Regions from separate parts of the Mus musculus genome. Here all the other regions are linked to region 1. Evidence: chromatin contacts called from public HiChIP or PLAC-seq and promoter capture Hi-C data. All regions are on one chromosome and are shown on one strand. Each heading gives the region's core, a stretch centred on a gene start, on an enhancer-like site or on the middle of the called end of the contact. The rest is flanking DNA. Distances are from core to core; before and after follow the strand shown. Region 1 holds the start of Tgfbr2 (transforming growth factor, beta receptor II). Region 2 holds the start of Dync1li1 (dynein cytoplasmic 1 light intermediate chain 1). Region 3 holds the start of Azi2 (5-azacytidine induced gene 2).

What was found. Promoter capture Hi-C pulls out the DNA fragments that hold promoters and counts their contacts. HiChIP or PLAC-seq counts read pairs in DNA pulled down with a chosen protein or histone mark.
Region 2: a contact with region 1 is called in a promoter capture Hi-C map of pre-B cells, with 2.7 times the contacts expected there. The contact joins the promoter of Dync1li1 here to the promoter of Tgfbr2 in region 1.
Region 3: a FOXA1 HiChIP or PLAC-seq map of pancreatic cancer cells shows a contact between it and region 1. The contact joins the promoter of Azi2 here to the promoter of Tgfbr2 in region 1. A contact is called at or near these places in 4 of 39 promoter capture datasets (the 3T3-L1 cell line, hippocampal neurons and liver) and 4 of 115 datasets of contacts at active chromatin or transcription factors (astrocytes, bone marrow-derived dendritic cells, large pre-B cells and 1 more).

What each region holds. Positions count from the first base shown.
Region 1 is chr9:116,173,387-116,177,078 of GRCm38.p6, forward strand. It overlaps Tgfbr2 (transforming growth factor, beta receptor II), which reads right to left and starts at 1,977. Exons shown (of 8, transcript NM_009371.3): 1 at 1,558-1,977. The coding sequence starts at 1,651. Gm40582 (a long non-coding RNA gene) reads left to right here and starts at 2,258. Exons shown (of 3, transcript XR_871320.3): 1 at 2,258-2,350; 2 at 2,525-2,633; 3 at 3,325-3,692.
Region 2 is chr9:114,686,097-114,690,279 of GRCm38.p6, forward strand. Dync1li1 (dynein cytoplasmic 1 light intermediate chain 1) reads left to right here and starts at 2,735. Exons shown (of 13, transcript NM_146229.2): 1 at 2,735-2,931; 2 at 3,113-3,186. The coding sequence starts at 2,786.
Region 3 is chr9:118,038,103-118,042,310 of GRCm38.p6, forward strand. Azi2 (5-azacytidine induced gene 2) reads left to right here and starts at 2,420. Exons shown (of 8, transcript NM_013727.4): 1 at 2,420-2,856. It overlaps Zcwpw2 (zinc finger, CW type with PWWP domain 2), which reads right to left and starts at 2,757. Exons shown (of 9, transcript NM_001378466.1): 1 at 2,117-2,757.

The sequences.
Region 1 (3,692 bases), core at 727-3,226:
TTTTTCTTTTAATTTTTTTTTCTTGTGTGTGTCTATATGTGCTTGGGGTAGGGTTTGTGAGCACAGGAAGGGGCAGAGGAGGAGACCAGGGGTCCTCTGTCACTCTCCATGAGTCTCTATCACTCTCTTTGAGTCTCTCTCCGAACCTAGAGCTAACCTGGCATCGAGCAATTTCCAAAGGGTTTCCAGTCTTCTCTCACTAGTGCTGGGCTGGCAAAGAACCACACCCAACTTTGCATATGGGCCCTCGGGATTTGAACTCACGTCCTCAAGCTTGCACAGCAAACACTCTTAGCCACTGAGCTAAATCTCCCAAGCCAGCTTTAAGGGCCTGGGTTAACATGAGAGACAGTTGACCTTTCTGGAACTGCACTTCAATGGAAACCAACGACACGAACGCGGACTTTATGAAGCAACAGGACTAAAACCTGTTAGGATTTTTGCTGTTTCCCTTTGTGTGGCTCTTCCCTTCTGAAATGGTCCACTGCTGTTTGCAACACGATCCAAAACTCTTAAATCACCTCAACTACCGATGTCTGCAACGAGCTCTCTTGCACCCTACTTCCGCGCTCCCCAACACACACACACACACACACACACACACACACACACACACACACACGGCCACCGCAATCTCTGCATTTCACCCCAAATCGACCCTGGCCATCCTCTTAGTTACTAGGGAAGGTCATGGAAAGCCAGTGATGAAAAGAGTGTAAACTTTCACAAACTGAACCACTGCATTGTACAGTAGGGAAAACTGAGGCCCAGAGTCATGTGACTTGCCCAGATCGTGGCCCTAACTCTAACTTTAGAGTTAAAATGCCAGATTTTAAACTTTCCAAGCAAACCCTTAGGAAGGAGCCCTAGAGCCTGCTTTTCTCCCTTAACTAACCCCTGCGATGGGACCTGGAGGACAACCTGGGTTAGGTGTTTCCATTGAATAGTAGCTGCTGAGATCTTTCATTCCAGGCAGCATCCCTATAGTCCATCACTTAGTAGGCATGCACTAGATTTTTCTCAGCCATCAACCTGACCACCCTCACTGGGTCCTCATCCCGGCAGGCCAGGAATCAGCGAGGATAGAGATCAGTTCTCTTCTCTAACTTGTATCCAGTGAGTCACGGCCCAGAATCCCTCCCGAGATGGCAAAGCTGAGGACTGAGAGTCTGGCTCAGTCGCGGTGTCTAGGGCAGTAAGCGGCCCAGGTGTGCAGCAGCTGGGCGTCCAGTCCCCTGCCGATGCTCCTCCAAGTTCCAACTTCTTAAACTTCCCTTTCCGGGGCTCCAGGCCCCTCGCGGCCGACCTGGCCTTTCGTGCGCGCACAAAGGGGGTCAGGAGCGTCCCCAAGTCCCCTGCAAGTGGACTGTCCTGCTCTTTTGCGAGAGATCTTGCCCGGATCCCCGCGGGCCTGAACCGACTCGGGCCGCTACAAACTTCCCGTTTCCGCTCTCGCACCGGGTCCCGCGGCCGACTGTCAATCGCTGCCCTGGGGGCTGGAGGAGGAGCGGGGAGCCCCAGTGAACCCCCAGGGTCGCGCCCTGGCCACTCACTCACCCGACTTGGGAACGTGCGGCGGGATCGTGCTGGCGATGCGCGTCCACAGGACGATATGCAGCGGCCACAGGCCCCGGAGCAGCCCCCGACCCATGGCAGCCCCCGTCGCTCGTCATAGACCGGCCCCTGGTGCGCCACGAACCGAGCCTCGGGGACCCCGGGCTGCGCCTTTACTCCTCGCCCTCTCAGGATGCGGGCCAGATGTGGCCGGCGATCCCCGGAGCTCGGAGGCCCGGAGGAGGCCCCCGGCGGCCGAGGAGAGCTGAGCAGGAGGCTGGGGCTCCGTCCCCCAGGCGAGCGTGTGCGCGCGCGGGGGGTGTCGTCGGTCGGTGCGCGCGAGTGACTCACTCATCAACTTTACCCGGGCGCCGAGAGGGAAACAGGAAACTCCTCGCCAACAGCTGGGCAGGACCTCTCGCCGCCGGAGAGCCTTCCAGCTCCGGCCCTCTCCTCCAGCTTCCAGCCCTCGCCTTCCTCCGGCCGCCAATCAAGGCCGCTGGATTGGACCTTGCCTGGACTCTACAAACTTTTAGCTGCCCACTCCCAGCGCTCCCACGCAACCCCCACCCCGCCAAGTCTGGGCTCCAAGTTCAAACTCAGAAGTGACTAAGCGCACTTTTCGCAAAACAAGCTCGAAAGTGGTGTAAACCACTTTCCTTGATACACCTCCAGGCACCCCCACACCTTCTAGGCATTACTCCCAGGGGCTTCATAATTCCATTGAGACCCAGGAGAGAGCTCTGAAATGTAGCTTCAGAGTCCCGAACACGTTGCTTCCCCTAATAAAATAAAGGTAAGCACTTCTTCACTAGAGCTTAGTTTCAGTTTTATGTACATGCATGTGTGATCACGTTGTAAAGGACTGTTTTTTACTGTGGAACAAAATCCAGGAGTTTGTCTCAGAGTTTAATGTGCGTATTAATCACGTTGGGTTGTGAATTTAGCTAACCTGCAGGTTCTGGTTCAGTAGGTCTGAACCCAGAGTGTCTGCATGTCTAATGAGCACCTGGGTAGAGCCTCCCATTGGAAGGACCGTTTCCTGGGCGTGGTTTGCTGGGTGAAGCTCTGTGATCAAGGTAGGGCTGATATTTTCAGGGTGTTGCCTCTAAGAAACTAAAGAAATTAAAGTATGTTTGGGGCCAGACGATGATGGCACACGTGGGCGGGTCTCTGTGAGTTCAGGGCCAGCCTATTATACAGAGTGAGTTCCAGGGCAGCCAAAGCTATACTGTCTGGGAAAACAAACAAACAAACAAACAAAAACCCAAAAAACAACAAAAAAAAGTGTCTTTGGTGGTGGAGTCTGCTTTTCAATGATCGCTCTTCGATAAGATAATTCGAGTAAGGAGAGAAAATACTTGGCTGGAGGTAGAAAGGCTATCAGTAGGAAGACCCATCAAAATTTCCATTCTTTCTGGGGTGACCATGTTTTCCAGAGACAATCTCTACAGTGTGTGTGTGTGCGTGCGCGCGTGCGCCTGTCTGTGTGCAGCACGGCCTGTTTTTTTGTTTTTGTTTTTTTGTTTTTTTGGTTTTTGAGACAGGGTTTCTCTGTATAGACCTGGCTGTCCTGGAACTCACTCTGTAGACTAGGCTGGCCTCGAACTCAGAAATCTGCCTGCCTGCCTCTGCCTTCCAAGTGCTGGGATTAAAGGCGTGTGCCACCACTGCCTAGCTGCCTGATTTGTTTTTAAGGGTTCATTTTACTGTATGTGTGAGTACCTTGCTTTCATGTCTGTATGTGCATCATGTGCATGCCTGTTGCAGAAGCTATAAAAGGACATAGAACCTTCTGGAACTCGGGTCACCCAAGGCGGCACAAGCCACGCATCCAGGAGGTGACTATGTGAGTGCCGGGAACTGACTCTGGGTCTCTGTAGAAACTGCACATGTTCTGCATCTCAGAGCGGCCTCTCTAGTTCCCTGCCTCAAATGAGCTTCCCACTGATCCTGGAGATGGAAGATGAGCTAGACCAGCTAGTCACCAACCCAGACATCCTCCTGTCTCTGCTTCACCAGTACTGGGGGTTCAGATGCATCTGTGCCAGCTCTGTATGTATGTGTGGGGGTGTGTGTATATGTATGTGCACATCTGAGTGTGAGCTCATGCACATATGCTGAGGGTAAATTTGTTA
Region 2 (4,183 bases), core at 1,485-3,984, 1.5 Mb before region 1:
GTCACATGTAGCCCAGGCTGCCCTTGAATTGACTGTGTATCTGCAGGTGACCTTGAACTTCCCAACCTCCTGCCTCCATCTCCCAAATGCTGGGCTTATAGGCCTATCCCACCACACCTGGTGTATTTGGTGCTGGGGATGGAACTCAGGACTTCATGCATTGTGTCCAGACACTCTACCAACTGAGGCAACTCCCCAGCACCATAGGAATACAACTTTGACCTCAGTTTGAGTCTTTAGTTAGCTTATCTGAAGGTCTGACACTATTATAAAAGTAAACACTTTTCAGACATAGCAAATCTGATATGGAAACCACAGCTCTGTGTATAAACGAAACTGAGAAAATGCTCAGAGGAAAGAAGATAAGTGAAGCAATAAACGGAGCAGAAACTGAACCGTCGCTCAAAGGGGCCGCAGCTCTTGGAGCTTTCCTTCGTGGCTGTAATGTGGGAGGCCATCACGGAAAAGCTAGGGTACATGGGAAATCTCTGGGTCCTTTCCTAATCACAATGACATTAATCTTAGCTGCAGGAAGTCATTATGACCACCTTTAGCAAGGGTTGGCCAGATATGGCTGGAAAGGTTAAGACAAACATTCATAAGTAAGTAGGTAAGGTGGTTTCCCCCTGTAGTGACCCCTGGAGAGGTCAGTCACTCAAGAGCATCAGCATTCACAGAGTCAGGGCCACCCTTAGCTCCTTGAGTCTCACATATCAGTAAAGTGGGCCGGAGAGGTGGCTCTGTAGGTAAAGGGCTTGCAGTTTGAGGGCCTGAGGGAAGAGGCCTAGAATCCAAGGTAAAGCCAGACAAGCAGTGTTTCTACATCAACTGAGAGGTGGATGCTCCAGGGTCAACTTGTGTGGTCCACGAAGTGACAAACCACAAATGGACCAACTCCAAGAGACCCCACCTCAAACAAGGGGGAAGGTGGGGACTGACACCCAACATTGTTTTCTTGAGAATGAACACACACACACACACACACATAAACACACAGACACACACACAGATATACAGACACACACATGCATAAATATACACATACACATGCATAAACACAAAGACACATGCATCAACACACAGACACACACAGATTAACAGGACTGCAGATATAGCTCAGCAATTAAGAGCACTTGCTTGGGCTGGAGAGATGGCTCAGCAGTTAAGAGAACCAACTGCTCTTCCAGAGGTCCTGAGTTCAATTCCCTGCAACTACATGGTGGCTCACAACCATCTGTAATGGGATATGATGTTCTCTTCTGGTGTGTCTGAAGACAGTGACAGTGTACTCATATAAACAAACAAACAAACAAACAAATAGAAGAGCACTTGCTCCTTTCCAGAGGACTTAGATTCAATTCCCAGCACCCACATGCTAGCTCTCAACCCAATCCACGTTCCAGGGAATTGATGCTCCCTTCGGGCCTCTACTGGCACCAGGGCATAGACATTCATGTGGTGCACAGACATACATCCAGGCAAAATACCTGTATACATAAAGTAATAAATATATCTTTGACAGAAGATTTAAAAATAAAAACAGTAATTACCACGCGCTGAACACTTATGATTTTCTGGGCACAGTTATAAATCTTTTATGTGAATCATCCCATTTAATCTTCCCTTTATCCCACATTACTAGGGTCTGAACTCGAGATTAGCGAGTGGACAAACCCTAGTAAATGCAGTGCCTGTAGCAAATGCAGCGCGGGGTTGTGGATTTTCTCGCTTGCATAGTAGCATCATCACTCGGGTCACGTGAACGAGCTCTCTTCAAAGTAAGGGGAAAAAATGTTCAAAAGTCAGACTATCTTCAGCAATTGTTCTTATGGGGCGCACGACAGCCTTAAAGCCATCGACTCTTTCTGGAAACAGGCCTTAGATTTTCCATTATATTTAGCTAATCAAGTTCTAGTAGAGAATTATCTGGGGTCTGGCTTAGGTTCTCCGTGCTTGTGTATTAACCATGGTAACGGAGAGCCGACTCCTGTAGGGAGTCTTTTCAGATCTCACAGGAATCTGAAACATCAGACATCAGACCAGAGGTGGGCATAGTGATGTGCACCGGTTCACCTGCCTCAGCACTTAGGACCCACAGGCAAGCAGATCGGTAAAGACTCTAGCCTGGGCTACGTGAGATTCCCATCAGAAAACAAACCAAAACACAAATCCATCAAGACCATTAATTTTCCAAGTGTTGCCAACATTTATGTCTCGCAGTCGCAAAGAGTCTGGAAGAACCGGCTCCAGATGTGGGTCCACCTTGAGGTACTCATCGTCCTTTTAGAATTTAAGGAGGAAAGAGCAGAAATCCAGGACCGGGGTAGTTAAGGCTGTTGAACCCCACTTGGCCCAACTGAAGGGTGGGCAGCGCTGGATATCCACGCCGGTCCCAGGTTACCGCCCCACTGAAAGGTGGGAAGCTGCTTCGCTTACTGACATGCCCGGCACGCCCGGCGGGCAACCGGGATGACGGGTGGTGCACTTTGGGCGGCGTTTCAGCTTGGAGACACAGGGAAAACCAGCATTACCACAGTCCAAGCAGAGAATCAGGCCGCGCATGCGCGACCCGGTCTGCTGCCGCGCATGTGCAGCAGCGCCCTGCTCCTTGGACAACCCCTCCCCAGACCCCGCCCTCAGGCTTGGTCCCCGCCCCCGCAGGCGCGGTCGGCTCCCGAGCCCGGAGCGTCCATATCCGGGTTCCGTCCGCCGCTGCTGCCGCCGCCGCCGCAGTCGCCGCTTCGTTCTTCCAGCCCTGTCAGGAGTGGTGTGATTCCCGACCAAGATGGCGGCCGTGGGGCGAGTCGGCTCGTTCGGTTCATCTCCACCCGGGCTAGCCTCGACCTACGCCAGCGGACCCCTAGCCAACGAGCTAGCGTCGGGCAGCGGCGGCCCCGCGGCGGGCGACGATGAGGACGGGCAGAACCTTTGGTAAGGACCGCACCCCTCTCCGGTCCCCCGCGGGTTATCTCCTCGCCAGGGCGGACGCCTCTGGGATCCCCGAGCCCCGCGGGAGCTGGGAGACGGGCGGGGCCTCCCGGGAGCTGGGCCCGGCGGTTCTCGTCCTCGGTCGGGCCCGGCCTTACTTAGCCTGCGCCTTGCTCCCTGTTAGGTCCTGCATCCTCAGCGAGGTCTCCACGCGCTCGCGCTCCAAGCTCCCGACCGGGAAGAACGTGCTGCTGCTGGGTAAGTGATATCCGATGTGGCCCGGGTGCACGGTCACATCCGTTCGCCCACTGCCTTTGTGCGGACACTCGGGCCCGGCTGCGCCCCGCCTCCCGGCTTGCTGCTGACAGCTGGGGGGACAAGGGGTCCCTGGTCCTTCCGGCCTGGACCCTCCGGTCTTTTCTCCTCCCTGGGATGTGGGGTGGCTCTGTCATCTCCTCTGGGAGAGACAGAATGAACATAACACCCGAGGCACTCCCAGTGGTCTGGGATTCTACCTAGAAAGACGGGGACAGTTTTTGACAGAGATTGGTAGCATGAGGGCTCTTGGTGAGAGCCCCAGCGCAAATGCATGCCATCAATATTTAATAGCAGACTCTTTTGTGTAATTGACAGGAGCCAGAGACTGGGTCGTGAGGAGTGTTATTTGAATCAGCGTTCTCCCGTTCTCCCAGTGCTGGGTGCTCGGGTTGCAGTTGCCTTTTTAACTGTCACCTAATAACTCTGAAATTTGTAAAGGGCAGTAGAACAGCGTTCTCATTTAGTGCCCTCAGCGGAATGGCTGGAATAAGGGAGACATGTCTCCCCTTTCTCTTAGGTTTTTTTTTTTTTTTTTTTTTAAATCTACTGGCTGCAAAGTGAGGATAAAGGACCCAGGGACAATAAACAATCCCACTTAACAGTTTTGCAGGTCTTTCCAGCTCTGGGAGGAATTCCAACCCCCACCTTTTCTTTTTACATGCAGGATATTGGAGTGTATAATAGGGTGACAGTAATATTTTACAACTTGGAAGTGGGTGTTTCGAGACTTCAGACTCTTTGATTTTAGCCAAAAGGCTGAGAAACTGTGCTTGAAGAGTTTTAGTTACCTGAGATTCTCCACGGGTGACAATGAATGAGTCGGTAGGAAGAAATGACTCATTCTCTATGACCCCACCACCACCAGTTACATGCACACACACACACACACACACACAAAACACAACACAACACATGCCTGTGCTTTGGGAAGCTGTGG
Region 3 (4,208 bases), core at 1,170-3,669, 1.9 Mb after region 1:
CACCCACTGTACCCTGAGCCAAAATAAACTCTTCATTCCTTAAATTACTTTTGTCAAGGTTTTTGGTTTGGTTTGGTTTGGTTTTTGCTATAGCAATGATAAAGCTAACTTATACATCAAGTTTTGTTATGTACCAAGTTTTCTACTTTTGGCAGTATTTTAAAACTGTTTTAGTAGTAGATATTTTTTTATTAAAAACATCCACTTCCTGCCAGGCAGTGGTGGCGCACACCTTTAATCTCAGCACTTGGGAGGCAGAGGCAGGTGGATTTCTGAGTTCGAGGTCAGCCTGGTCTACAGAGTGAGTTCCAGGACAGCCAGGGCTACACAGAGAAACCATGTCTCAAAAAAAAAAACAAAAAAGAAGAAGAAGAAGAACAGGAGGAGGAGGAGGAGGAAGAAGAGGAGGAAGAGGAAGAGGAAGAGGAAGAGGAAGAAGAAGAAGAAGAAGAAGAAGAAGAAGAAGAAGAAGAAGAAGAAGAAGAAGAAAGAAAGAAAGAAAGAAAAAAGAACAAACAAACAAACAAAAAAAACCCATCCCCTCCCTAAAGAACTTAGCCTGTACACATGACATGTAGAGAAAATGCCTCTAAAACAACGCTAATTAAATGCCATTGAAGATGGTATTAACATGAAAAAACTCTGCTATTACAACTCAGCAATTCTGACACTTTAATTATGTTAAGGATACAGTACTTACAACATAGAATAAACTACAGAAAAATGATTTATAGAGTGGTATGGTGAAATTTCAGTATACAATTTAAATCTACAAACTCACTTAAAACTTTATTCCTCTAAAAATATGTTGTTATTGTTTCACTACAGTATTCTTCAGATACCACACTTTAAAAAAATAAAGTTGGGCTAGAGAGAGGCTCAGTGGTTAAGGGCACTGCCTGCTCTTCTAAAGGACCTAGGTTCAATTCTCACCACCTACATGGAGGCTCAAAACTTCTGTCAACTCTTGATCCAGGGAATACAACTCTTCTGGCTGTCATGGGCACTGCATGCACATGCACATGCACACACACACACACACACACACACACATGCCAGCAAAGCATAACACACATTAAAAACAATGAAAAACAAAAAGGTTTTCATTGCTCAAACAAGGTATTATCAAAATAATACCTGTACTAACCCTAAAAATAAATATTTGCCCCTAAGAGAGCTGAGCCATAGTCGTAACTTATATCAAGGTCCATATTTTTTGATTGTTCAAAACCAAATATACTCCAGTGAAAAAATTATCTACCCATAGGCAAAAACTATATACTCAAAAACCTTCCACAGAACACTGACAGAATTTAAGTTTTCAGTTGACAAAATAATATAGTGCCAAGAAACATGAGCGTTCTTAGTTGTCAATAAATAAATATTAACTATAACTATGACTCTCACATTACTTAACCAGAAATAATCTAGAACTTGTGCTCCTTTTTCTGTCTGTGACCCCCTAAGATTGCAATTAATTTGTCTATGCCTCACCATACAGTTCAATGTTCTAGCATGCACAAGGCTTCGGGTTCAACCTCCAGCACCGCATTGCTTGGTAATGTATAAACCCAAAACCTTGGAGTCAGAAGCAGGAGGTCAGAGAAAAAAAAATTCAAGACTTTGAGGGTAGCCTGGGCTACTTGAGGCCCTGCCGCAAATTTAAAATTAAAAAACAAACGTACAAAAATATGAAGATTTAACAAACTACAGACAGAGAGAATTATAGATGACTAAAATTCTTCACCCGGTGGTGGAAACAAGTGTGTTTGTGGCCATTCTGGGATGCATAAGACTCTGCCTCAAAAAACAAACAAACAAACAAACAAACAAACCCGGAGGATTATCACCTAGAAATAACCGAGAGAGGAGACAACTCTAAGAGCCAGAACAAGTCAAGAGTTGGCCATGGGCTCCTTTTCTCCTGCTACACAGAAGAGCATCCCGGAACCCCCATGAAGTCAGTGAGCGACCTTGCTTCAAAAGATACCCAAGGAGACCGCCACGCGACCCGAAACACGGGGCCTGCGTGGATTCCAGGGGCCCCAGACACGCATCAGCTCTCGGGTTAGCACCACGGTGACAGGCGCCTCTGAGCTGAGCAGCACGGACCCACCTCACGGAATCCCAGTTGCCGCTGAGTGGAAAGGACGCGCTAGAGGGCGCCCTGAACGCGCGCCTCAGCCCAACAGCAGCCAGCCTGCGACGCTGTCTCAGCTCCACTCCGCCTCCCCGCGGCTGGGCGCGACACCTCACCCGCCGCGGGGACCACTGGGACTGGTAGTACGTACGCCCCGCCGCGGAGGCTCACGGGACTCGTAGTGCGCCTCTGCCCTACCGCAGAGGCTCATGGGACCTGTAGTACGCCCCGCCCCGCTAGAGCGCCACTTAGCGGCACCCTATATAGTCTTCAGGTCCGGCTTCCGGTTTCGTCGCGCTGCGCTGGCACCCAGCCTGTGCGCAGCGGCGACACCTTTGTGGGCGGCGGGGCGTTCGTAGACCCTTCTAGAACCCTCTAGGCCTCGCCGCCCCTGAGCGGGGCAGCGGGCGCCGGCGACCCCGGAGTTGACGCGCGTGCTGCTGGGTAACGGGCCTGTTCCGGCGGCCCCGGGCCGCCCCTGCTCGGTTCCTCTGTGACCTCCAGGGCCCCTGACTGCGGGAGCCGCGGCGGAAGACATGGGACTCCCTCGGTGCACCTGTGACGGCCACCTTGACGGGGGAAGCGGTGGCGTCTTCGAGGAAACCGGAAGCCCGTGGTGACCCCTGGCGACCCGGTTTGTTTTCAGCCGGCTTCCAAACACTGGGGAAGCGAAACCCGGTGGCCTTGGGGACCGCCCTACGTAGCCAGGGTTCAGGGTGAGTGGATCGCTCGCGCTCGCCCGGACGGTGGAGACAGCCAGGAGGGGCCTGGTGGCTGTCGCCTGGCCAGACGCACTTCGCTTTCTGTCCCCGGCGCCCTTCTGCTGTTCAGAGCGGCCCAGTCTAGCATCCCTGGTCCCTGCCATCCCACAGCCCCGCTTCCACGGGCTTTTTTTTTTTTTTTTTTTTTTTTTTTTTGCCTTCCCGCTCGGGGATTGCTCAAGTTCGGTCCGTGCTCTTGACTCGCTGGGAACGCTTTCAGTTTTATTTCCTGCACTGGGGTGGCATTTATATCGGAGAGGGAAAGAGGGACGTGGGTAGTGCCGGTGGCGTCTGGGAGTGACCATCAGTCTAACTTGCATGTTTCAGTCCCGTTTTCCGGCTGGGTTGCAAGGCAGGCTAACAGTGGTCCTCCTCGCAAGGAACTCGGAATACTCAGAAAGAGAGATAAAATACCCATGGAAGCTACTAGAAATCAGAAATACCATGTGATGATCAAAAACATTGACATACTGAGACTGAAATTGACCTCTAATCCTTAAGTACAGAAGAGCCACCCCACCCCCGTTTGAATTTTAAGTTGGATTGAACAAAATCTTAAAACAGTTTCATTTCTAGTTCTCAAAAAATGTTCTCCTTACCCTGTCTGTAGTGATCACTCCATCGTCTTAAATGGAAAACAATTGGAATTATTCGCTGAATGGCTACAGAGTGTTGAATGCTCTAGGTTTGTAAATGGACGTTTTCATGTAAATGCGAGAGATTCATTGATGTCTAAAAGGCAGCTTGCTGTCGTGGGAATGCCAGTGGATTAGATGGATAGCCCAGATGTGTAAGCATCGAGTTTTCCACTTCCTCTCTTGAGGAGAAGGCTGCTTACTCTGACTTTCTCCTTCCCCCTTTTCTGAAGTCCAGGGCTTGCTTACCCTCCAAGGCACCCAGTTATAATTTCTAAGAGCTAGGCTGGCTCTGAAGTTGACAACTTAATTTGTATGTTTAATTACTTCATCTGTAAATTGAAGAGTGCTTACCCATCTTAGTGCTTTTTTACATTGATTTAATGAATTCTTAAGAACAAGTCAGGGGGTGGTAGCACATGCTTTTTTAATAATCCCAGCACTGGGGAGTCTTGAGTTGCAGTCTAGCCAGTGCTACAAAGTGAGACATCTTCAAGAAAAAAAAAAGGGGGGGGGGGGGGAGCACAGTTTCTAGCATATAAGTGCCTCTAGCAGAAGTGCTTCGGTAATGGTACCAGAGCATGCCATGCTTACTGAGGGAAATAATATGATTTTTAAAAAAAGCTGAATAGGATGAATATAACTTTAATGCCACATTCTGAATTGAAGTTG